Regions from separate parts of the Mus musculus genome. Here all the other regions are linked to region 1. A link is a contact called in public promoter capture Hi-C data. All regions are on one chromosome and are shown on one strand. Each heading gives the region's core, a stretch centred on a gene start, on an enhancer-like site or on the middle of the called end of the contact. The rest is flanking DNA. Distances are from core to core; before and after follow the strand shown.

Region 1 (3,299 bases), core at 523-3,022:
AGAGGCAATGGCTCATTCATATCTGTGATCCTGTGACCAGCCTGGGCTACAGAGTGAGTTTTAGGCCAACTTGGAGCAAAGACGGAGACCATGTCTCAAAACCCAAAACTAATAGAAAATGAGAATGAAACTTGTATACAGTACTATAAAGAGCTGAGGAGAATAAAGATAGGTGGAATGTTCCCTTTCAAACACACATACATATAAAATGAATTATATATACATATATACACATATAACATATATATATATGCATATATATATATTAGAAGGGCATCAGTTAATACCTATTGAAATATATAATATAATGTTTGTATATGTGTGTAATCAAAAATATGCATAGAGCTTCATTTCTTTTTTTGTTTTTGTTTGTTTTTTGACACAGGGTTTCTCTCTGTAGCTCTGGCTGTCCTGGAACTTGCTTGTAGTCCAGGCCGGTGTTGAACTTAGAGATTGGACTGCCTCTGCTTCCTGGGTACTAGATTTAAAGGCTTGCACCATCACCTGGCTGTAGAGCTTTCTTTCTTAAGCACATAAACAGAATGAAAACCACATAAACTACCCACCAGAGTACTGCCCTGATGAGATACTAGTATTCGAGTCTCTGAAATGGTCTTTTCAGGTCCACGAGGATATGAATCTCTCCCCACCTCCAACATTCCATCAAACAAGCATAGATCTCTGCACCACGTGTTTTCTTAAAGAACAGCTGTAATGCTCAAAAGAGACCAAAAAGTCTTCCTGCTATGGCTCAAAGCTCCTCCTCCAGCATTGCATACCACAAAATGCCAAGAAACTGCCAAGGATACTCTCTGGCAAATGTGGGCAAGCCTGTCTATCTCTCTCCAGGCTGTTCATTCACTCAAACATACCTTAACTCCTCAGGCAGCCAGGGGTTAATCATAAAGACTCCAGGGATCCTTGCTAAGCCTGGCTATCTGCAGGGTTCCAAGTATCCTCTCAAAAGGCATGACCCAAAGAATCACAGAGCTTTCTGCCTTAATCCCAAAGCATGTTATCTCCCCAAATTCCTCTGCCAGGATGGGTGGGGTGGGGTAGGGTCTCTCGTCTAGAAGCACACACTTAATTCTTGATGAGCCTTGAGACCTCTCAAACTACCTGTAATTTTTCTGCTATCTGGTGGGTTGAGTAAAAAGCGAAGTGAGGTGGGGGTAAGGGTGGATGCAATTAACCAAAATGATAAAATAATCTTGCCGGGTGTGAGCCTAGGGACAAGGTCTGAGTTGTCAGACTATCCCCGGGACCATGGGCGCAGCAGCAGACAGGCAGACTAACTTCGTTTCAGAAGATACAAACTTGCAAAGTTGGTTGTTTTTATTCCGCTGCCTCCTCCAGCCTCACAAACTTCTGCTCTAAATTCCTTTAACTCCAGAACCAGGTGCAAAAAGGCAGGAAAGACGCGGTGGAAGGAGAGGCGCTGAAGGGGGACAGAGGAATCTCGTTCCCCTCTTAAAGGAGAATTCTAAAACCAAGGGCGCTCCTGGATCCCTAGGAAAGGAAGTAGCTGATTCCCCAAAAGCACTTTTTTCCTACCTTCTTGTTGTTCTTGTTATAGCCAAAAGTCGAAATCCCAGGCCTGGAAGTCACTGATAGCAGCATTTTTTCTTTACTGTTACGGAGCTGAGAGAGAGAAAGAAGAGAGTGAAGGAAAGGGAGGGAGAAAGAGGGAGGGAGGAGGGGAGGGGGAAAGGAGAGGGAGAGAGGAAGGGAGGGAAAGAGGGAGGGAAGGGAGAAGGGAGGGGGAGGAGAAAGAGGAGAAAAGGAGCACGCAAGAGAGAGAGAGGGAGTGGGGGGGGGGCCTGCGGGGAAGAATGAGCTAGGTCTGCTCCTTACGTCACTGAGAGAAGTTAACCCAAAGTCAGAACGAGCCACTTCCACTGGGTCCTAATGCCCGGGATGTTCTGTTTTGGTTTTGGTTTTCATAGGCTTAGTTCAAGCTAGAAAGAAGAATTCTTAGGTCTAATCCTTTTCAAATGTAACCCTGTTTCTCCATGAACAAGTTCTGATTATTATGAAAAGACAATTAACCTATTATTAATAAAAGACAATGGTTTTTGTTGTTGTTTTGTTTTGATTTGAAGCTTTCTTTCCCTGAGATCTCAGCTACAAGATTTCAAACTTGGCCTGAAAAATGTCTTAGTAAGTTGCCAGGCCTATGCTCAGTTCCCAGATCTACATGGTAGAAGGAGAGAACCAGCTACCAAAAATTTTTCTCCCCCGACCCCAGCACCCAATGTGGCATGCCCACATATGCACATACAAAAAGAAATAAATGAAATAGTATATATATATATATATATATATATTTAAAGACATCAAGCTTAGTGTAAAAGGACCATCTTGACTGCCTCCCAGAGCATGGAAAGAAGACTATATGGCAATACCGTGTGTGAGAGCTCAGAGCTCAGACTAGTTTATATTAGGGTGATTTTTTTTTTTTTTTTTTTTGGTTTTTGAGACAGGGTTTCTCTGTGTAGCCCTGGCAGTCCTGGAACTCACTTTGTAGACCAGGCTGGCCTCGAACTCAGAAATCCACCTGCCTCTGCCTCCCGAGTACTGGGATTAAAGGTGTGCACCACCACGCCCAGGCCCAGCTTATATTAGGGTGATCTTGATGCAGTAAGAAAGATTTTGGAGTCTGGAGAGCTGGCTCAGGGGTTAAGAGCATGGCTGCTACTCCAGGAGAGCACAGCTGATTCCCAGCATCCACATGAGGTGACTCACAGTCACCTCTATGGCCACTAGCTTCCATGGATACCAGCATGCTCACACATGTGTGCTCTCTCTCCCTCTCCCACTCCCCCCCCCCATCATATACACATGCATACGTATATACACATACATAAGTACACAAAACACACACAGAGACACACATACACACACAATGTTTTATTTTTTATTTTTTGAGACAGGGTTTCTCTGTGTAGCCCTGAATGTTCTGGAACTCACTCTGTAGACCAGGCTGGCCTGGATATCTGCCTACCCCTGCCTCCCAAATGCTGGGATCAAAGGTGTGCACCCCCACTGCCAAGCTAATTTTTTTAACATTAAAAAAAAAGTATCTTGGAGCTGGCGAGATGGCTCAGTGGTTAAGAGTGCCAACTGCTTTTCCGAAGGTCCCGAGTTCAAATCCCAGCAACCACATGGTGGCTCACAACCATCCGTAATGAAATCTGACGCCCTCTTCTGGAGTGTCTGAAGACAGCTACAGTGTACTTACATATAATAAATAAATAAATAAATAAATAAATAAATCTTTAAAAAAAAAGTATCTTAAA
Region 2 (3,299 bases), core at 242-2,741, 600 kb before region 1:
CCCCAGAGCCTGTCTCCCGGTGGATGGTTCGGCGGCCAGCCCCACTCATGGACGCAGCCTCGATTCGTGGCAGGCTGGCATCCCAGTCTGTCCAAAACAGAATCCTAGGGAGGGAGGGAGGAAGGGAGGAGGGCCAAAGATGGGGTGGTCACACAACAGATAAGCTGGGGGAGTCAACAGTACCAAGAAGACAGGTGTCCCTGGCCAGGCTGAACACAGAGCTACGGAGCGGGGGTGGGTAGGGGGTGGGGGTGGGGCAGAGTCCTTACCCATCCCGAGGGTCCAGAGCGATGGCCCTCGGGTGCTCAATGTCACCCGCCAGCAGAGTGGTTCGGAGGGTTCCGTCCAGCTTGGCCACTTCGATCTGGTCCAGGTTGCTCTCCACCCAGTAGATGTTGCCTGCAATCCAATCTACAGCCAGGCCCTCTGGTGTGGCCAAGCCATACTGAATCACCACCTCAAAGCTGGTCAGGGCTAGGAAGAGAAGGTTGCAGGTGGTTAGAGACTCCTGGGCCGGGGCTTGGCGAAGGCATGGATCTCAGGGTCCCTCAATGATCCACCTTCACCCTGACACCTCTGCCCAGAGAGCTGAAGGGCCTGGCTCCCACTCTCCTCTCCCAGGCCTCTTTCCTCCTGGGAGGTAGGTGGGAAAGGGGGCTCTTGGAGGAGGGGGTGAGGTCAGCCACTTTGAGTATGTACTGTTCTGAGGTGGGGTAACCTGGGCAAGGAGGTCAGGGCTGATGGAAGCTTCTGGGAACATGTTTGGACATACTATAAGGATGATGGAACGTGCTAGAAACTACCCATTGAATGTCCTGAAGACACTCTACACTAATGTGTCCGTGTGTCTTATTATTTTAGAAACTGTCATGTGACGACAGCTCAGTTTACGTAACTATTCTCCTGAGGACGGACATTTGAGATGTTTCCAAGTTTCTTTTATAATAAACAACACAAACTCCTCTATTAAAACATGTCTCTTGCTTGCCTCTGCTCAGGGACCCTCCCTGACACACAACTTAAAACTATCTGTCTTGATCACTGCTGTATCCAGCGCAATAGATGCTTAATACTGAGCCTGTGTAGCTCAGGCTACCCCGAGACAGAGGTGGTCCATCCCTACATGGCATTTTCCTTCTAAGCCCAAAATTCCAAGACTGGGGAACCAGGCTTCAGGCCGTTCCAAAGAAAGGGTGATCATTTTGTTAATTATCAGGCAGCAGCAATGCTTACGATAATTACGGGGCATCAGGCTCTGAGACCCACAGCAAAATCCAACCCAATTAACTGGGGGAGGGGGGGCACACGGGGGATGGGCAGCCGAAGCCTCAGCTCCGGGGCCACCTGAATCTGGGCCCGTGACCCTGAGTACCCAAGTGCCATCTGTGTACAATCCTGGCAACTCTCCCAGGCCCAAAGAGTCACCTCCGTTGTCCAGGAGTTTCCCACGGTAGATCTTGTCCTCTACCACGTCGGTCCAGTAGAGGGCACTCTGGCTGAGGTGGAAGTCCAGGGCAATAGTGTTGCGCAGGCCAGGCACTAGGACGCTGTAGTCCCCCTTGTGAAGGTCAATGCGCCTGATCTCGTGGCGGTTGGAGAAGATGATGAACGGTTTGAAGGGATCTGGAGGGAGGCAAGTGTTCAGGTCAGCGAAGGGCTTAGAGCCACTCACTGTGCCACCCTGTCCTGGGATATACATACAGCGTCCCTGCTAGCCCTGGCCTTCAGCCCACTGTAGCTCAGGCGCGTGACCAGGCCTGCTTGGCTGGCTCACCTTGACCCCACTGCGTCTTACCCAGACTGCGGCAGCTTTCCCCGTCAGGCTCCAAGACCCAGCCCTCGTAGCAGGAGCACTTCACACTGAACTTGTTCTGGTCACACTTCTGGCTGCATTTGAGGTGCTTGGCACAGTAGCTCTGGATCTGGCAGGTGTGGTTGTCAGAGCCCAGCTCCATGCCCAGAGGGCAAGAGCACACGATGCCTTCACCAGGGGCCACTGAGCAGTTGTGACTACAGCCACCATTATTCAGAGAACACTGGTCTGGGGGACAGGAAAGAGATAGGGTCAAGATCTGGGAGGAAGCAGGACATGGCCCTGCCAGGCCTTCACATTTTTTTTTATCCTGTTCTGAGCCCCGGAGCCCTAACCACAGCTCAGCCCTGCTGAGCCTCTGTCTCCTTCCCAGTCTCTCTTAGGATCAGGATTGGGACACTAGAACCTGACACCCAGGACCATCATCCTTTTTCCTTACCCCTGTGTGCTCTCGATGCCCTCACGTCGATGGCTGGGACCTGGGCATTTTGCCTCCTCTTTGGGAGGATACTCAGGTCAAGGCCCTTTCTTTGATCCCTCCCGATTCACGTGTGACACAGGGCAGGGTGCAGAGGGGAATGCCCTGACCTTCCCAACACGCCCCACGGTGGCAATTTCTGGGCCAGCCTCAGATGGCTGTACCCTTCACTCCTCTTTCCCAGAAGTCAGATGACTTGTTTGTTCTGGGACGGTGTGGTTTGCTCAGATCTCCTCGACCCTCCTCACTCATTCTGCACACGTTGCCCATTTCCGGGAACCCAGTTAAATTCCCTCCTCCAGAAGTCAGCTCAAATCATGCCTCAACCCTGTGCCTCACCCCCAGCCTGGCCTCCCTTTTCAGTGGTCTGACTGAGGGTGTCTGACCCAGGTCAGGAGTCTTAACGGCTCCCTCCCTGCCCTGCCTTCAGAGTGGGATGGCCCTGGATTAGTTTATTTAAGGGCTCTGTGCTTCTTCTTCCTCAGTTGGTGGCAGACAGTGGCTGTCTACCTGGGCCACTTTGTAAAGTAATTGTTACAGGAGTTGTCACCTCAGGCAGGGCCAAGGCAAGTCCTAGGTCAGTGCCTCCTCTGCCCCAGATCATTTCCTATAGTCCTACCCTGGACAAGACCTCCCCTCTCCCCACTGCTGGGCAACCCCAGGCCCTGCATGGGCGCCTCACCACAGAGCTCGCCCTCATCCGAGCCGTCTCCACAGTCATCCTTGCCGTCGCACAGCTTGTCAGGAGGCAGGCAGACAGAGGTGTTGTTGGCGCAGGGATGGGAGGGTGGCCTGCAGGCCAGGGCCTCACAGTTCTCCTCGTCGGAGTTATCTTCACAGTCGCTGTCGCCATCACACACCCACGCCTTGCTGATGCACCGGGCTGAGGGACCAGGATGGGGACAGAATGAGGAACCAGGCCTGGAGAGTGGAACTCACTGTGCCCTGCCCAGACCCAGCTAAGAATGTCTTCACTGAAGTGCTTAGGAGCCCACTGTAAACCTTGAA
Region 3 (3,299 bases), core at 375-2,874, 570 kb after region 1:
CAAATGCAGGAGGAAGCAAAGGCATAGGTGAGGGATTATCACACACACAAAGTGAGGGATTAGAAGTATACATGTAGCCGGGCCGTGGTGGTGTACACCTTTAATCCCAGTACTTGGGAGGCAGAGACAGGCAGATTTCTGAGTTCGAGGCCAGTCTGGTCTACAAAGTGAGTTCCAGGACAGCCAGGGCTATACAGAGAAACCCTGTTTCGAAAAAAAAAAAAAAAAGAAAAGAAAAGAAAGAAGTATACACGTGTAAAAACATGTAGTGCATGCAAATAGCATTAAAGTCATTTTGAGACTTGAATTGAAAGGAGAGAGGTTAAAGCTGGGAGAATTGCAAGGAGGACAATGTGTGAGCTTTTGAAAACTTAGTTGAGGTTCTTATTAGCCTGTTTTGTTTCTTTTTTTTTTTTTTTTTTTTCCTTTTGGTTTTTTTTTTTTTTTTTTTTTTTGGTTTTTCGAGACAGGGTTTCTCTGTGTAGTCCTGGCTGTCCTGGAACTCACTCTGTAGACCAGACTGGCCTCGAACTCAGAAATCCTCCTCCCTCTGCCTCCACTGGGATTAAAGGCGTGCGCCACCACTGCTCGGTTGTTTTGTTTTAAAGTAGAACATATTGTCTACTACTGAAGTACTAATATTTCCCCACTTCTCAATTTGAGAGGCACTGTTGGACGTTAGTGTAAGCCAAAGTTGGGCAATAGAAGAGGGTGAAAGAGTTAAGGAAAAAGCTTTGTAGGAGGAGGGCAGACACCTGAGGAGAGGAGCTTGAGCCAGCACCTTCCTGACAGAAGAGGAAACAAGTTTAACAGGATTTAGCCCCAGAGGAACTAAATTGCTGATGGAGGAGGGGAGGGACCGGACCGGGCTTTGGCGCTCCTTCCAAGAACAAGGCACAACCTAACAAAGGGAGTGGCCTCACTGTCCCGGTAGATTTAAGGGTGGAACTGCTCGCGGTAGCCAAAGCTAATCCGAAGTGTGGGGCGCGGCTAATTAGAATACTGACTGGGTCCGCCCCAAAAGCCTTCACCCCGTGCCCTCTGACCCGAGAGGATCCAGTACTGAGCAGCAGGCCAAGAAGTTACCTCGCCGGCCGCTGAATCCCCAGGGCTGCCCGCCCCAGTTCAGTCATGGAAACCGCCAGCACCCCCGAGGCCACGGGGACAGGTGACCGACTCGCAGTGCGCCGATCTTTGCGCACCCCTTCGTAGGTCTCTGATCAGTTAACCTGGGCGGCCGAGAGTGGTCGGCGTGCCGAGTAGACCTGCCCACTTTTAAGTGTTAGCCCGGGTTTTCGTGTATCCCTGGGGCTTCTTTGCCCATGCCAACACGCGCCCTAGGGTTTGGTGCAGGCGAGGGGCCTTGCATATTCCTTTCCTCTTTTACCAGCTTTCCTGCTGGGTCCCGGTGGGCCTTGAGCCTGCGAGGACTGTCTGGGATAAGGCTTATGCCCAAACTTCTCTCCGAGCCCTAGGGATTGTTTTATATACATCAGGAGGTCAACAGTGGCGTCGGTGGTAGTCTAAGAGCCCATGACTGTGAGCGTCTTACACTCGCCTTTTCCGCCTCCCGCGTCAGAGAAATGGTGCAGTCTCTCTTTAAGATTAAAATGGTGGCTTGCTAGGATGAGGACTCCACTTCCGGCGGGGAGGGGGGCGGGACCCCAGCCCGCTCACGCCGGAAGTGGTTCGGGTTCTCAAGATGGCGACTCCCTATGTAACTGACGAGACCGGCGGTGAGTGCGGGGATCGCGGAGCCGCCTCTCCCGGGATTCTTGGGTTAGGGGTTCGGACTTGGAAAAGGGTTTGTGCCACGCCCATCCCGGGGCTCCTCCTTTGCCACGCCCCCGTACCGCCTTCCCCATTCATTCCTTTTGGGTTGTTACCTGCGCCCCCTTCTGGTCTCGTGTTTTTTGGGGGGGGTCTCTGCTTCCGGTCTCCCAAACCCTGGGGTCCTCCAATGTCCCCTGCTCCGGGACCCTTAGGCGCTTCAGCTCTTTCTAGCTGTTGGAGTCCCGTACCTTTGCAAGGTTCTCCAGCATTATGGGCTCCTGTGCTCAGTTCCCTCCAATTCCAACCCCCTTTCTCCCTCCCCCATTTCTTACTGTTGTACCTGCTCTCTACCCTTCCCTGTTTTCATTCTTTCTCTCCGGGCTGTGTCTGCTGATGATCTCATTGCTACATAGTGCTTTCTTCTTCACTCTTTGCCCCATCTTCATTGGGTGGGGGTGGGGGTGGGTGTCACTGAAATCCAGACGTGTGAAGGGAAGAGGAATTTAACTTTCAACTTGACTTTTCTCCTTGGTGGAGTTTTCCATTTAAAGTGGGAGAAAACAAACAGGAAAGTATCTACTGGCCTTTCTCTCAACGTCTTTGATAATTGATAGAACCCCATGATTTCTTAAAGGTTGAGTAGCACTTCAGTCGAGCTGTCTGAAATGTTGGAAGTCAGCTGTTTGTGTGTGAAGCTGAGAATCGGTTTTATGTTTTTGTCTTGTTTGTAGTTGCCTTGTCTTTAGGATAATGTGCAATATTGACTTCGAGATGATCAAATAGATATTTGGAAGACGTAGTGCAAGTACCCGGTGACTGTTTTTGTAGCCTTCATCTTGGTCTTCATATGTGACTAGGGTTTTGTAGAAGTGATCCTGTGATTGTGCGGTAATGCACGGTGTGTTTTAAAATGTGCCATTTATGCTTCTTGGTTTGCTTTAAATGTTCCTTATTAAAATTAAAAGCATGAGCCACTGTGCCCAACCTTTAAAAAGCAACTTTCATCTTTAACACTCCAATCCCCAGATGTGATCTCACTATGTGGCCCTGGCTGGCCTAGAGCTCACTGTGTAGACCAGGCTGGCCTTGAACTCATAGAGATCCACTTACCTCTGCTTCCCAAGTTGTGGGATTAAAGGCGTCTAATACCATGACAGGCAGTTTGCAGCTTTTAATGTGTACCTTCTTATTCTTTTTATATTCCATCTGGCCCCTGCCCTGCTATAGAGATAGTTTCTGTTCTTTGTGGCTCTGTAGAAGAGGAAAATAAGCTGTTCTTTTGCCTCTCTGCTTTTCAAATGCAATTTTAGCAAAACGGCAGTGTTCCTATCTACTGCCCACAGATTATGTTTTTTTGTTTGTTTTTTTAAAAGACTTATTTTGTGTGTGTGAATGTTTTGCCTGTGTGTATGTCTGTGCGTCATTTGTGTGGTTGGAGACCACAGAAGTCAGAAGAGCTATTAGATCTGAGGCTGGAGTTTGAGCTGTAGGCCACTATGTCGGTGCTGGGAATCAGACCCCCAAGT
Region 4 (3,299 bases), core at 298-2,797, 560 kb before region 1:
CAGCTGACAGAAATAGGGACGAGGGGCATGCAATTCCCCCAAAACAACACAGCAGCCCAAACCTAACTAATATACAAAGTGTATGTATGAAGTGAGACAGGGCTGGGCTTTACACATTTACTAAATGAGCAGGATTGGGGGCATGGTCATAACCCCCATCCCAACCTCCAACTCTCCTTCCAACCCAAACTGTGATCAAGCCTGAAATCGGGGAGACAGAGCTTCCTCTGAACCCCTCCCCAGCGTTCCAGACCATTCTCCAGTCTCTTCCAGAATGATGACATCTGACGTTTTTCCTCTCATCTTAAAGCTCCCAGGAATTAAGAAGGGAAAGCCAGCCATAAGCGTCACCAGACCCCTCCATCCCTCAACCGGGCTCCTGACTGAGGCCCTCAGCGGGGAGCTGCTCACTTCGGAACCCAGGCAGGCAGCCCAGGATTCTGGACCCGGGCCTCCATGCCTGGGATGCAGGGCTCATTCCACACCCAAACAGGGGGCCCTGCCTATCCCCACCCACAGCTTTCTCGGCCTGCCTGCCCTTTGGCCAGCAGGGCACCCCTAGCCGGCTTTGCCTTCCAGCCTTCAGAGTCCACTGCAAAAGGCCCTCCGCCCCCTTTTGCAGCGGTACACAGCAAATCCGGATTCCTTCACAATTCAGATGGGGGTGGGGGGGCGGGAGGGTGGAGGATGTAGGGGAGGCAGAGGCCCTCCCGTACCAGAGATAGGAAGAGAAGGCCTCTTAATCCCAAGATCAGAAAAAGGGGGAGCCCTCTTTTCCTACCCAGGCCTCTGGTCTTTGTCTGAGCTGGGGGGCCCTGGAAGCATCATTTGTCCCAGGCTCCCATCCCCCAAATCAGACCCCATCCCCGCCCCCAGTCAGGCCTCTGCTGTGTCAGCTGGACTGGGATAACAAAAGGCACCCCCTCCCGCGTCTCCCTTCCCCATCCAGACGCAGGAGTGGGGGTTGGGGAGGGGGAGCCCCCAGGGGTCCATGGGGGCCGCCGGAATCTCACTCACCATCCATAGTGGCCCCGGAGACCAGAGCTGAAAGCAGCGGCAGCAGCAGCAGCAACGGCGGGGTCAGCATGGTGTGGGCCGATGCAAACAGCAGCCCCCACCCTCTGGTCCTGTTACTTCTTGTCCTCGCCCCCCCCAATTGGGGGGTCCCCCTTTATCTTCCTCTCCCCGACTCTTCTATTCTTATCCTTTCCTTAAGCAAAGCGAACCAGGGGCATAGGTGAAATGGTACAGTTCCGAGCCCCCTGGGAAGGGCCTGCTGACGCGGGTGCGCCCCCTGCCCCCAAATTCGAACCCTTCACCCCTGCTTTACTCCTCGCTCCTCTCCCCCTCCCAGGGCGAAGCTCACAGCCCCATCTCGGAGCCGCCTCTGGCTGCAAAAATGCACAATTGGGAGGAGGCGGGGTGGGGGGTGGGGGGCGTGGACCCGATGGGGGTGCCTTGGTAGGGGCCTGATGGAGCACTAGGGGCTCCCCCGTTTCCGCCTCCTCAGTGCACTGGCCTGGAGCTCGCACCGCTGCTCCCCTGACTGAAGTGCCGCGGGGGGGGGGGGTGGGGGGGAGGAGGGAGGGGGGTGTTCAGAGGGGAGAGGGAGGGGACAGGGAGAGGAGGGAAGGAGGGAAGGGGCGGGGAAAGAAAAAAAGAGGTGGGGGGGGGGGGAGAAAGAGCTACGCGGCAATCCTGACAGTGCGCATGCGCTGATTTGGCGCGCTGCCCTGGGGAGGGGGAGTCGGAGGCGCTACAAGCTTTGGAGTTCTGGGAAGCGGTCCGAGAGTGGGAGTCCCCGGGCACCCTGTCCTCTAACTGCGTCTACCTCATCCCAGCGCTCCCTAGAGCCGGTAGAGCCAAGGGTGGGAATGGGGTAAGGGGCAAGGAGAGCTGCGCTCTAGTGCCTCTTTAAAACTCTATGTCACACCCCAGGATTTCAGATCCCCTCAGTGGGGTCCCGAGCCGCTGTCTAGGCGGAGGCCTGATTTCCTTGGGGAAACCCAGACAGTGCCTCCCTAGCCTAGGGTGGGGGCAGGGGTGGCCGGTCCGCCGGGAAGGTGCGGGAAAGGCTGAGCTTTGATTTGGAGACTTTGTAAGAACCGGTCTGGGATTGGGGCCTGCGTCCTCAGGAGGCGGAGTGAAGGAGTGGCCACATGGACCCGCCCCCACCTCGCTCCAGGGCTCAGAGTAAACAGGGACACCCGCGGGGACACGCTGCAGCTTGTCGGCCCGCCTTGGGCTCAGGGATGGAGCCCACCTTAGTACCCGCCCAGCCCTGCTCGCCTGGCACGGGGCGCAGGAGAGGCAGGCTCTGGTTTGGAGAGAGGTGACTCACCAGAGGGTGGGGTTGGGGTAGAGCCATCCCCTTTCGCCCTGAGAGGTCAGGCTCGATTTTTTTTTTGTTTGTTTGTTTTGTTTTTGATACCTTCTGACTGGCCTCCCACCAAGTCAGGGTTTCAGATGCCAAACTACAGGGAGTTGGAATGAAGGACTCCAGAGCTCCGCTACCAGACACCAGTCCTAGGGGGCTGTGTGCTGAGTGCCGGACCTTTGTCCCCAGTCTCAGTCGGTTTGGGAACGGTACTCTGGAGTCCAGAAAGCATCGGGCGGTTCCTAGGGCCGGCGAACGTGCTTCCGGCCACTGCCCTCTTGTGGGCGACGTTTGAAGACTGTAACCCTTAGTGTCTGACTTTCTCTGTGACCTGAAGTGAAAGTTCTGGAAAGCTCAGCAGGCGACATCCCTGGCTAGAGATGAACTTTAAAGACCAGGGACCAGTACACTAACTCCACAGGAGTGACCCCCACACACACTCCAGCCTGTCACTGGCAGAAAATAGACTTGTCCATTAATGACTGAGAGCCTTTCTTCAATGAGAGCTTATGCGGCTCACGGACAGGCTAACTGTATAGTCTCCCAGGCTGGACTCTCAGGATCCATCTTTCCTCCGTCCAGTTTCCAGCCTGTGCTCAAGTAGAGGCCTGATGTCTTTCTTCCTTTTGAAATATACTGAAGGTTTCCTCCTCCTCCTCTTCCTTCTCCTCCTCCTCTTCTTCTTCCTCTTCTTCCTCCTCCTCCTGTTCCTCCTCCTCCTGTTCCTCCTCCTCCTCCTTTTTTTTTTTTTTTTTTTTTTTCTAGCACAGGGTTTCTCTCAGCAGGGGTGGTCTGTTATTCTTTTATCCAGCTTCCATGGCCTAATACAGTGCCAGGCCCAGGCATGGAGTCACTAAATATTTTTAGTGGATGCTCACAGGCTTCTGCTAGGTCTCCACCCAATATTGTGGTCCAAGCAAAA
Region 5 (3,299 bases), core at 297-2,796, 530 kb before region 1:
GGGTTCAGTTCTTAGCATCACAAGCCCTCTTGCTGTTTGTTGCATATTTCTAAGCCTGGTACTTGGGAGGTGAAGTTAAAGTTTGTCCTTGGTTACTAGGCAATTTCAAGGCCATCCTGGGCTACATGACCCTTTGTCTCAACAACAGCATCAACAACCACAGTCCAACCAAGTAGCTGAGCAACAACAACAACAACAAAAGTACCTCCTGCTTGCTGTTTACTAGGTGACCAGAGTTCCTCTGAGCCTTTATGTATCAGTATATTCTATTCTCACAACCCCACAGCTTAAGCCACTCTGCGTGCTCCGTCCTACAGATAATGAACCAGCCAATTCTGCAGTTAGCATCTTTGGCAGGACTTGAACACAAATAGGTCTTGCTCAGAGTCCATGATTATATTATATGTACATGTACAGTTTGCTCTGGCACCTGGGTGGATCTAAGTTTGCACTGTGTACAGTGCCCACGGATGTGCAGTGGAGGAATCAGCTCAGGCACCAGGGGGCGCCAGAAGCCTGGCTTTTGCTCTTTCAGCCCAGCCCTGAAAGGCAATGGAAAGCCAAAATTCCAACTTGACACAGCCACCCTCAGACTATCCCTCCATACACTCGACTTTCAGGTTTGGCCTTTTGTTATCCTCCCCAACAAAAACTACAGGACAGTCCTCTGGTTATGATGGTGATTCAGAGGCTGAACAAGGGGCGTGTGTGTGTGTGTGTGTGTGTGTGTGTGACTCTAAGAGGCTCTGAGGGCTGTCATGTGTGAGAGCCTGCTGCTACATGTGTAAAGCTCAGACACGCGCGTGTGCGTGTGTGTATGTGTGTGTGTATGCGTGTGTGTGTGTGTGTGTGTGTTTTCTTGTGGCCAGGGAAATTGCACATATTTGTTTTGGGGTGTGTCTCAGTGTTTACCTCAGAAACAGATAGGAACTTTGCCAAGGTTGCACAGCATATTCACATTCAAACTTGGCACCCTGGCAGCCCTCAGTGGCTATCACTAGGGTTTGGGACGTGGTATCCCCGAATGAATTCCTTTTCCTCCAAGGGACTCCCGGAGACTTCCAGAATTCTGAGCTAAGGGTTCCCCTCCCCCACTTCCTCCCTACAGTATCACGGGACTTCTAAGGCGTTCCTGCCTTGGAAGGAGGTGAGCCTAATTGTGCAGGGGCCTCGGGCTCCCAGCTGTTTTTCAGGGTCCTCCACTGGAGGACGCACACAACCCAGATGTCCCATAGCACAGTTCCCCGAGGTCCCAATCTCTGGCCCGGAGAAAGTTTGTGTGGTAGCTAGGCAGTTCGGGGTGGCATGCCTCTGCCAGATATTAGGTGACTTTTCCGAGGAGTGGGGAATGGATCAGTGCTAAGGGGATTAGAGTAAAGGTCAGCCTCCCTCCAGTGTGGTTCAATGGAGCTCCAGCTTTGCCCTCCCCACTACGTGCTTCCCCACCGGGTACATACAGGTTCACCCCACTTTCTTCCTCTTCCTCCTCCAGCCCACTTTCTCTTCTCTGTGTCGTCAGAGCGCCAGGGAGGGACCTGGGCAGACAGAGAAGCCGGAAACAGCAGGCCGGGGCAGCCAGGGTTTACAGTGAAGAAGGCCCGGAGACGAGTGCGTGCGTGCCTGTGTGTGTGTTTGTGTGTGTGTGCGCGCGCTCGAGCGTGTGCGCGCGTGCCTGTGTGCATATGTGTGTGTGTGTCTGTACACATTGAGTTTTTAGGGCCAGCCCAGGACCCGCTGGACAGACCTACAGACCCATGGGGCTTGGTAGTGCCCTCTGAGAGAGGGAGAAGATAGCAGCGGGGCTGCTGAGGTGAGGGGACGTCTGCGAGTAGGGAAGGTTATGGGGGGGCTTTGACGAACCACGAGGGATGGATTTTCGGGGCCTCTCGGATCCTCCCCCCTGGGCGGGGCAGTTGGTCCCCTGAAAATAGTTTCATCTGGGGTTAGCTGACGGCACTGGGTTTTGGCAGTTTCCAACTTTCGAAGGACTCGGGTGGGTACAGGCCTCCACATTCCGGTCCCCAACGTGTCGCGTCACTTTCCCCAATCCTCAGCCCTGCGCCTCCTGGGTCTTGGGACAGTCGCTGGGCAGAGGAGAAGAAAGGTTCTCTGGGTTGGGGGACATGGCTGCCTTTCCCTAGAAGTTGATGCTCCAGGGTCCCCGAGCCTGTCCAACCCCTAGCTGCTGCCCGCTAAAGGTTCCTACTCAGGGTGTGGCTGGAGGGTGAGAGAGACCCAGATGTAGATCTCATGGTGCCCCAGAGGAGGGGGACTTTCCCCCTCACTTTTTTGGCCGCAGTAAACCCTGAGATTTCCCCGTGGAGGGCAGCCGGCTGGGGGTTAACCCTCCTCATGCTGACCTGGCTCCACCTCCTCCCACCCTTTCCCACCCCCACCAGCGCCGCCACCGTCATATATACACGCACATTGGACAACTCAGGGAAGCCCTTGACTTTTGATATTGGGGTCACACGGCCAGCGGACTCGGAATGCGGGAGTGGAGGGGATAGATTTAGGCCACCAAGCTTACGAAGAAGCTTCTAGGTTGTCGGGCTTCCCCTACGGCGGGGAGGGGGAGCCTGGAAGGGAAAGCTCGCCCCGCCTCTTGAAGTGTAGCTCCGCCTTCCCACCCTAGGGGACTGATCTCAAGAAAGGACGGTCCTTGTCCTAGCCCGACCTATAGACCCTGCAACGTTACCGGCAGCTCAGGAGAAAAATATGGCTTAATGGCGTCTGGGGTGGGGGAAGGATGAGACTTGAGTCACTCTACAGGGAGATTTAGAGGAAATTGGAGCTGTTCCTGGCTTGGCGGTCCCAGTCCCCAGTAGGGTAAGGATAGGGCCAAAGGTCTGGAATCCGAACATTCCAGAGACTGGGAGGAAAAGGGAACAGAATCCTCTCTTAAATTTGAAAATAAGACAAATGTGACTCTTCGGGATGCCCCACCCAACGGGGTAGACAGTTTTAGAGCAAAGTCTGGTTGGAGGACCCTATGCAAGAGTTGAAGACTCTGCCTTTGGGAGTGAGAACTCAGGGAGTGGGAGAGCAACCGGGAAGATGGTTAAGGGTAGGCAATGTCCTGTGAAGTGGCCTCCTTCTCTTCTATATGGGAGTCCTGTGGGAGTTAAGAGGCTCAAAAGGCAGGAGGAATTGGGGAGACCCAGGGAGTTTCCATCCCATCTTCCTCCTCCTCCTCTCTGAGAGGTCATTATAAACTGAGAGCCATCCCTCCCATCAACCACTGAGCCATCCCCCTCAACCCAGCCCACTCTGAGGCCCCTGAGAGACTCAGGAGCCAG
Region 6 (3,299 bases), core at 544-3,043, 530 kb after region 1:
ACTGGTTACATTTCCCATATCACAGGTAAAAGAATTTTTTCAAGGAACCCACCACCACCACTGCCCTCAATATCCTTTATCTGAGCCAAGCAGTGGTGGCGCAAGCCTTTAATCCCAGCACTTGGGAGGCAGGTGGATTTCTGAGTTCGAGGCTAGCCTGGTCTACAGAGTGAGTTCCCAAACAGCTAAGGCTATACAGAGAAACGGGGGGTGGGGGGGGGGTGGGGGGTGTCCTTTATCTGAGTGTTATCTGATCTCCTTCCACCTGAGCTGCCGGCTCATAGAAGCTCCTCAATTTTGATTCTTCTGTCCATCCTAGGGTTAATGACTAATGAGTAGGAGAAGGTGGAGTGTCTGAAGTCTGAGAAAAAGCCAAAATAAATTACCAGACTGAATTACCTGCCTCTAGTTTTCCCTAAAATTTGTGGGCTGTCACTGAACAGGGTTACCTTGATGAGGGGAAGAGGAATGCCCGTGAGAGCAGAGGCATCCATGAATTTCTTGAGGTCCTGGTGCAGAAATTCAAAAACCAGATAAAGCTTATTTTCTGTGTGGATGACATCCAGCAGCCTGCAAGAGAAGGTCCAGGAAATGGAGTTGAAGGAGAGAAATTCTGAGGCTAAGCAAGCAGAATTCGTCATAGTGATCATCTCTCAGAGCAGACTTACTTGACGATATTAGGGTGATTAAGTTCCTTAAGGAGAGAGATCTCTCGGATGGCAGTACTGGGTACACCTTCAGTCTCACTTGGAGAGGTTGGGAAAACAGAGACAAGAATACGGTTACAAACATCATTCTCTCAGGGATACACAACCCCCAGCCCCCTTAGGAAGGCAGACAGGAGAGGTGCTGTGAGGAGTTAATTTCTGGGTAGTTAGGGTGTGGCTTTTAGACATATTTAAGGCCATTATTTCCTCTTTTTCCAGTGAAAGGTAAGAAGAGCCTCCAGGTGAATGAAAAGCAGAAGAAAGGTAATAGGGGAGTGGGGTGAGAGTAGCTCCCGGCCTCCCCTGAGGGCCAGTGAATCTCAACTGCCATTCTTTTGAAAGAGAGTGAGGGTTCTAAGTATGGTGCTGGAGCAGTGAGGAGAGCTCTCCATTCAGAAAGGAACTTTTCTCTGGTTACCACATAACCCAACTCCACGAACAGCCCTGGACCCCTCCTATCCCGGGCTCCCACCCCACAACTTTCTCTTCCCAAGTCTCTCGGCTAGCAGATTTGGGAGCACACCGGCTGGAGCACTGCAAGAAACTTTCCCCTGGATTCCAGCCCCGGACAGTCTCCTCCGGTAGAGCCTCCACGGTCGGCCAACCCACCGCTCGCTTCACGCGTCCCTCCCTCCCTCCCCGCTACCTTCCGGTCCGGGGACGCTACCCGCCTGTTGGGGTAGGGGGTTGGGAGGGGGACAGCCAAGAGGTCCGGGCAAAGGAGTTCCGGCTCCGGAGGCCACTCACGTGTCGAGCCGGATCTTCTTAAGCGCCACAACTTCTCCCGTCAACTTGTTTTTGGCTTTGTACACCACTCCGTACGTGCCCTCTCCAATCTTCTCCACCTTTTGGAAGTTCTCCATGGAGCGCTAGTGAGGCGGCTCAGGCCCCCGGGAGCGGGGCCCGGGAACCCTGACGAAAGCGGGCCCGACACTCGGAGCGGAGGACCTGGGGGACCCCGGGTGAGCACGGCAGTCCCAGCTCGGGATGGAACGCAAGGAGAGCTCAGCCCTTGACAATTTGTCCAACTTGAAACAATGTTGCCGCCTCCCCCACTGCTCCAGACGGCCATCCGAGACCCCGCCCCTCCTTCCCGCGTTTCCCTGGCCCCGCCCCCCGCCCTTCCGATTGGTTCACGTCACGAGGGCGGACCGGACCATCGCGCTCCCGCCTCAGAGGCCCCGCCCTGGGCGGGCGAGCCGCGGGGCAGCTGCACAACTTTCCCGCAGTTCCTGGTTTAGGCTCCGCAGGCCGGAACTGGTGGTGTTTCTGGTCTACGGATTTCCTTACCTTTCCCTCACAATTTTCACCACCCCTTGGGTGAGATTAAAATTCCACCTGGACAAGAGAGTCTCTTTTAAAAAGCAAAACCTGGGAATCTTTAAAAGAAAAAGAATAATGTATTTTATTTTAAATGGTGTGTGGGTCTGTGTGTCTGCATTTAAGTTTTCACAGAAGCAGCAGGTGCCCTGGAGCTGAGGTTCTAGGCGGTCGTGAGCCTAACTTGGGTGCTGGAGCTGAACTCTGGTCTTCTGCAAGAGCGGCTTGCGCTCTTAACAGCGGTGCTGTTTCTCCAGCACTCTCGCCTGCTTTTTGGAAACATCTCATAATGCAGCCCTTGTTGGCTGGAATGCGTTCAAAAGTCCAGGTTGTCTTCGAACTCACAGAGATCCGTTTGTCTCGGTCTCCATGTGGGGCACAAAATCCGGTCTCTCTCTCTCTCTCTCTCCCACACACACTCCCTCCTTCTCGCCTCCCTCCGCTTTCTTTTTATTTTTCTGAGACAAGGTTTCTCTGTGTAATCTTGGCTGTCCTGGAACTCTAGTCCAGGCTGGAAAATCGGGACTCTTATTGTAAAGGATTCTTTGGCTAGATAATAGAGTCGTTTCTCAGCCTAGCTTAATACTGTCTCACTGTTTCGGGGTTCATTGGCTGCCTGTGTTGTTTTATTGCTGGCAATCTACCCTCCCAGCCCCTTCTGGATGCTTTTGGATAAAGGTGCTGTTTCTGTCTTAAGGATCTCTTGGTTTGACACAATTCTCTTCACTCTGTCTTGCTGAATTGTGACTGTTAAGTATGTGAATTGAGGCTGCCCATCAGTGAACTCTTTCCAGAATAAGTGTGTCAGTGAATGTGACCCAGCGAAACCAGAAACTGTCATTGAGCTGTGTGGGATGAAATCAGTTCTGGCCCTTTCCTTCTTCCCAGGTTTCCCCTCCTCTGGAGGGAGAGGAGGAAGGCCTATGCAAATGACCATCCCTTTCTATATAGGGGCTCGCTCCCACCCCCTGGTACCTTTGGCTGCTGGCAAGAGGACCACTATGGGTGTCCAGAGAAGGAGCTTCCTTCCCGTGCTTGTGCTGAGTGCTCTGCTGGCTGTGGGGGCCCTAGAAGGTGAGTGTGGGTGGGTGGTCAGGAGCAAGTGCTATTAGCAATTGAACACCAGCTCTGGGTTTCCCCCTTCTAATCAGACAAGTCAAAATACTTTAGGCTTGTCCTATTTGATTTTAGTGAAGATATGGTTTTGTTTGGTTTTTTTATTTGTTCAAGACAAGGTCCAGTGTAGCCCAGGCTAGCCTCAGATTCACTGTG

Evidence for each region. Promoter capture Hi-C pulls out the DNA fragments that hold promoters and counts their contacts. Capture Hi-C pulls out chosen DNA fragments and counts their contacts.
Region 2: a promoter capture Hi-C map of liver shows a contact between it and region 1, with 3 times the contacts expected there. The contact joins the enhancer-like site here to the promoter of Rbms2 in region 1. A contact is called at or near these places in 5 of 39 promoter capture datasets (the C10 cell line, hippocampal neurons, liver and 1 more), 1 of 15 datasets of contacts at CTCF or cohesin (large pre-B cells) and 1 of 9 other capture datasets (macrophages).
Region 3: a promoter capture Hi-C map of pre-B cells shows a contact between it and region 1, with 4 times the contacts expected there. The contact joins the promoter of Pym1 here to the promoter of Rbms2 in region 1. A contact is called at or near these places in 1 of 39 promoter capture datasets (pre-B cells) and 1 of 115 datasets of contacts at active chromatin or transcription factors (bone marrow-derived macrophages).
Region 4: a contact with region 1 is called in a promoter capture Hi-C map of adipose tissue. The contact joins the promoter of Lrp1 here to the promoter of Rbms2 in region 1. A contact is called at or near these places in 5 of 39 promoter capture datasets (cranial neural crest, frontonasal cranial neural crest, hippocampal neurons and 2 more), 1 of 484 Hi-C or Micro-C datasets (embryonic stem cells), 5 of 115 datasets of contacts at active chromatin or transcription factors (astrocytes, bone marrow-derived macrophages, embryonic stem cells and 2 more) and 1 of 9 other capture datasets (adipose tissue).
Region 5: a contact with region 1 is called in a promoter capture Hi-C map of liver, with 12 times the contacts expected there. The contact joins the promoter of Stat6 here to the promoter of Rbms2 in region 1. A contact is called at or near these places in 9 of 39 promoter capture datasets (the 3T3-L1 cell line, the C10 cell line, the SN4741 cell line and 5 more), 3 of 484 Hi-C or Micro-C datasets (CD4 T cells and the G1E-ER4 cell line), 10 of 115 datasets of contacts at active chromatin or transcription factors (the SCID.adh cell line, T-cell acute lymphoblastic leukemia, bone marrow-derived dendritic cells and 7 more) and 2 of 9 other capture datasets (liver and pancreatic islet).
Region 6: a promoter capture Hi-C map of pre-B cells shows a contact between it and region 1, with 4 times the contacts expected there. The contact joins the promoter of Cdk2 here to the promoter of Rbms2 in region 1. A contact is called at or near these places in 2 of 39 promoter capture datasets (fetal liver and pre-B cells), 2 of 115 datasets of contacts at active chromatin or transcription factors (memory CD8 T cells and pancreatic cancer cells) and 1 of 9 other capture datasets (adipose tissue).

Annotation. Positions count from the first base shown.
Region 1 is chr10:128,174,796-128,178,094 of GRCm38.p6, forward strand. It overlaps Rbms2 (RNA binding motif, single stranded interacting protein 2), which reads right to left and starts at 1,773. Exons shown (of 13, transcript NM_019711.2): 1 at 1,555-1,773. The coding sequence starts at 1,620.
Region 2 is chr10:127,575,015-127,578,313 of GRCm38.p6, forward strand. It overlaps Lrp1 (low density lipoprotein receptor-related protein 1), which reads right to left. Exons shown (of 89, transcript NM_008512.2): 22 at 2,974-3,174; 23 at 1,796-2,041; 24 at 1,426-1,623; 25 at 270-474; 26 at 1-104. Among named protein-coding and RNA genes, the nearest start is that of Gm16217, 20 kb to the right of the region's middle. Within about 2 kb of position 1,492, at least 44 of the 459 cell types and tissues checked have an H3K27ac peak or open chromatin away from gene starts, as enhancers often do. A contact at or near this core is called in liver, where this site is marked.
Region 3 is chr10:128,746,831-128,750,129 of GRCm38.p6, forward strand. It overlaps Pym1 (PYM homolog 1, exon junction complex associated factor), which reads left to right and starts at 1,625. Exons shown (of 3, transcript NM_001170869.2): 1 at 1,625-1,736. The coding sequence starts at 1,703.
Region 4 is chr10:127,619,601-127,622,899 of GRCm38.p6, forward strand. Lrp1 (low density lipoprotein receptor-related protein 1) reads right to left here and starts at 1,548. Exons shown (of 89, transcript NM_008512.2): 1 at 1,018-1,548. The coding sequence starts at 1,087.
Region 5 is chr10:127,641,440-127,644,738 of GRCm38.p6, forward strand. Stat6 (signal transducer and activator of transcription 6) reads left to right here and starts at 1,547. Exons shown (of 22, transcript NM_009284.2): 1 at 1,547-1,810.
Region 6 is chr10:128,703,258-128,706,556 of GRCm38.p6, forward strand. Cdk2 (cyclin-dependent kinase 2) reads right to left here and starts at 1,794. Exons shown (of 8, transcript NM_183417.3): 1 at 1,455-1,794; 2 at 669-746; 3 at 450-570. The coding sequence starts at 1,570. It overlaps Pmel (premelanosome protein), which reads left to right and starts at 3,001. Exons shown (of 11, transcript NM_021882.4): 1 at 3,001-3,101. The coding sequence starts at 3,029.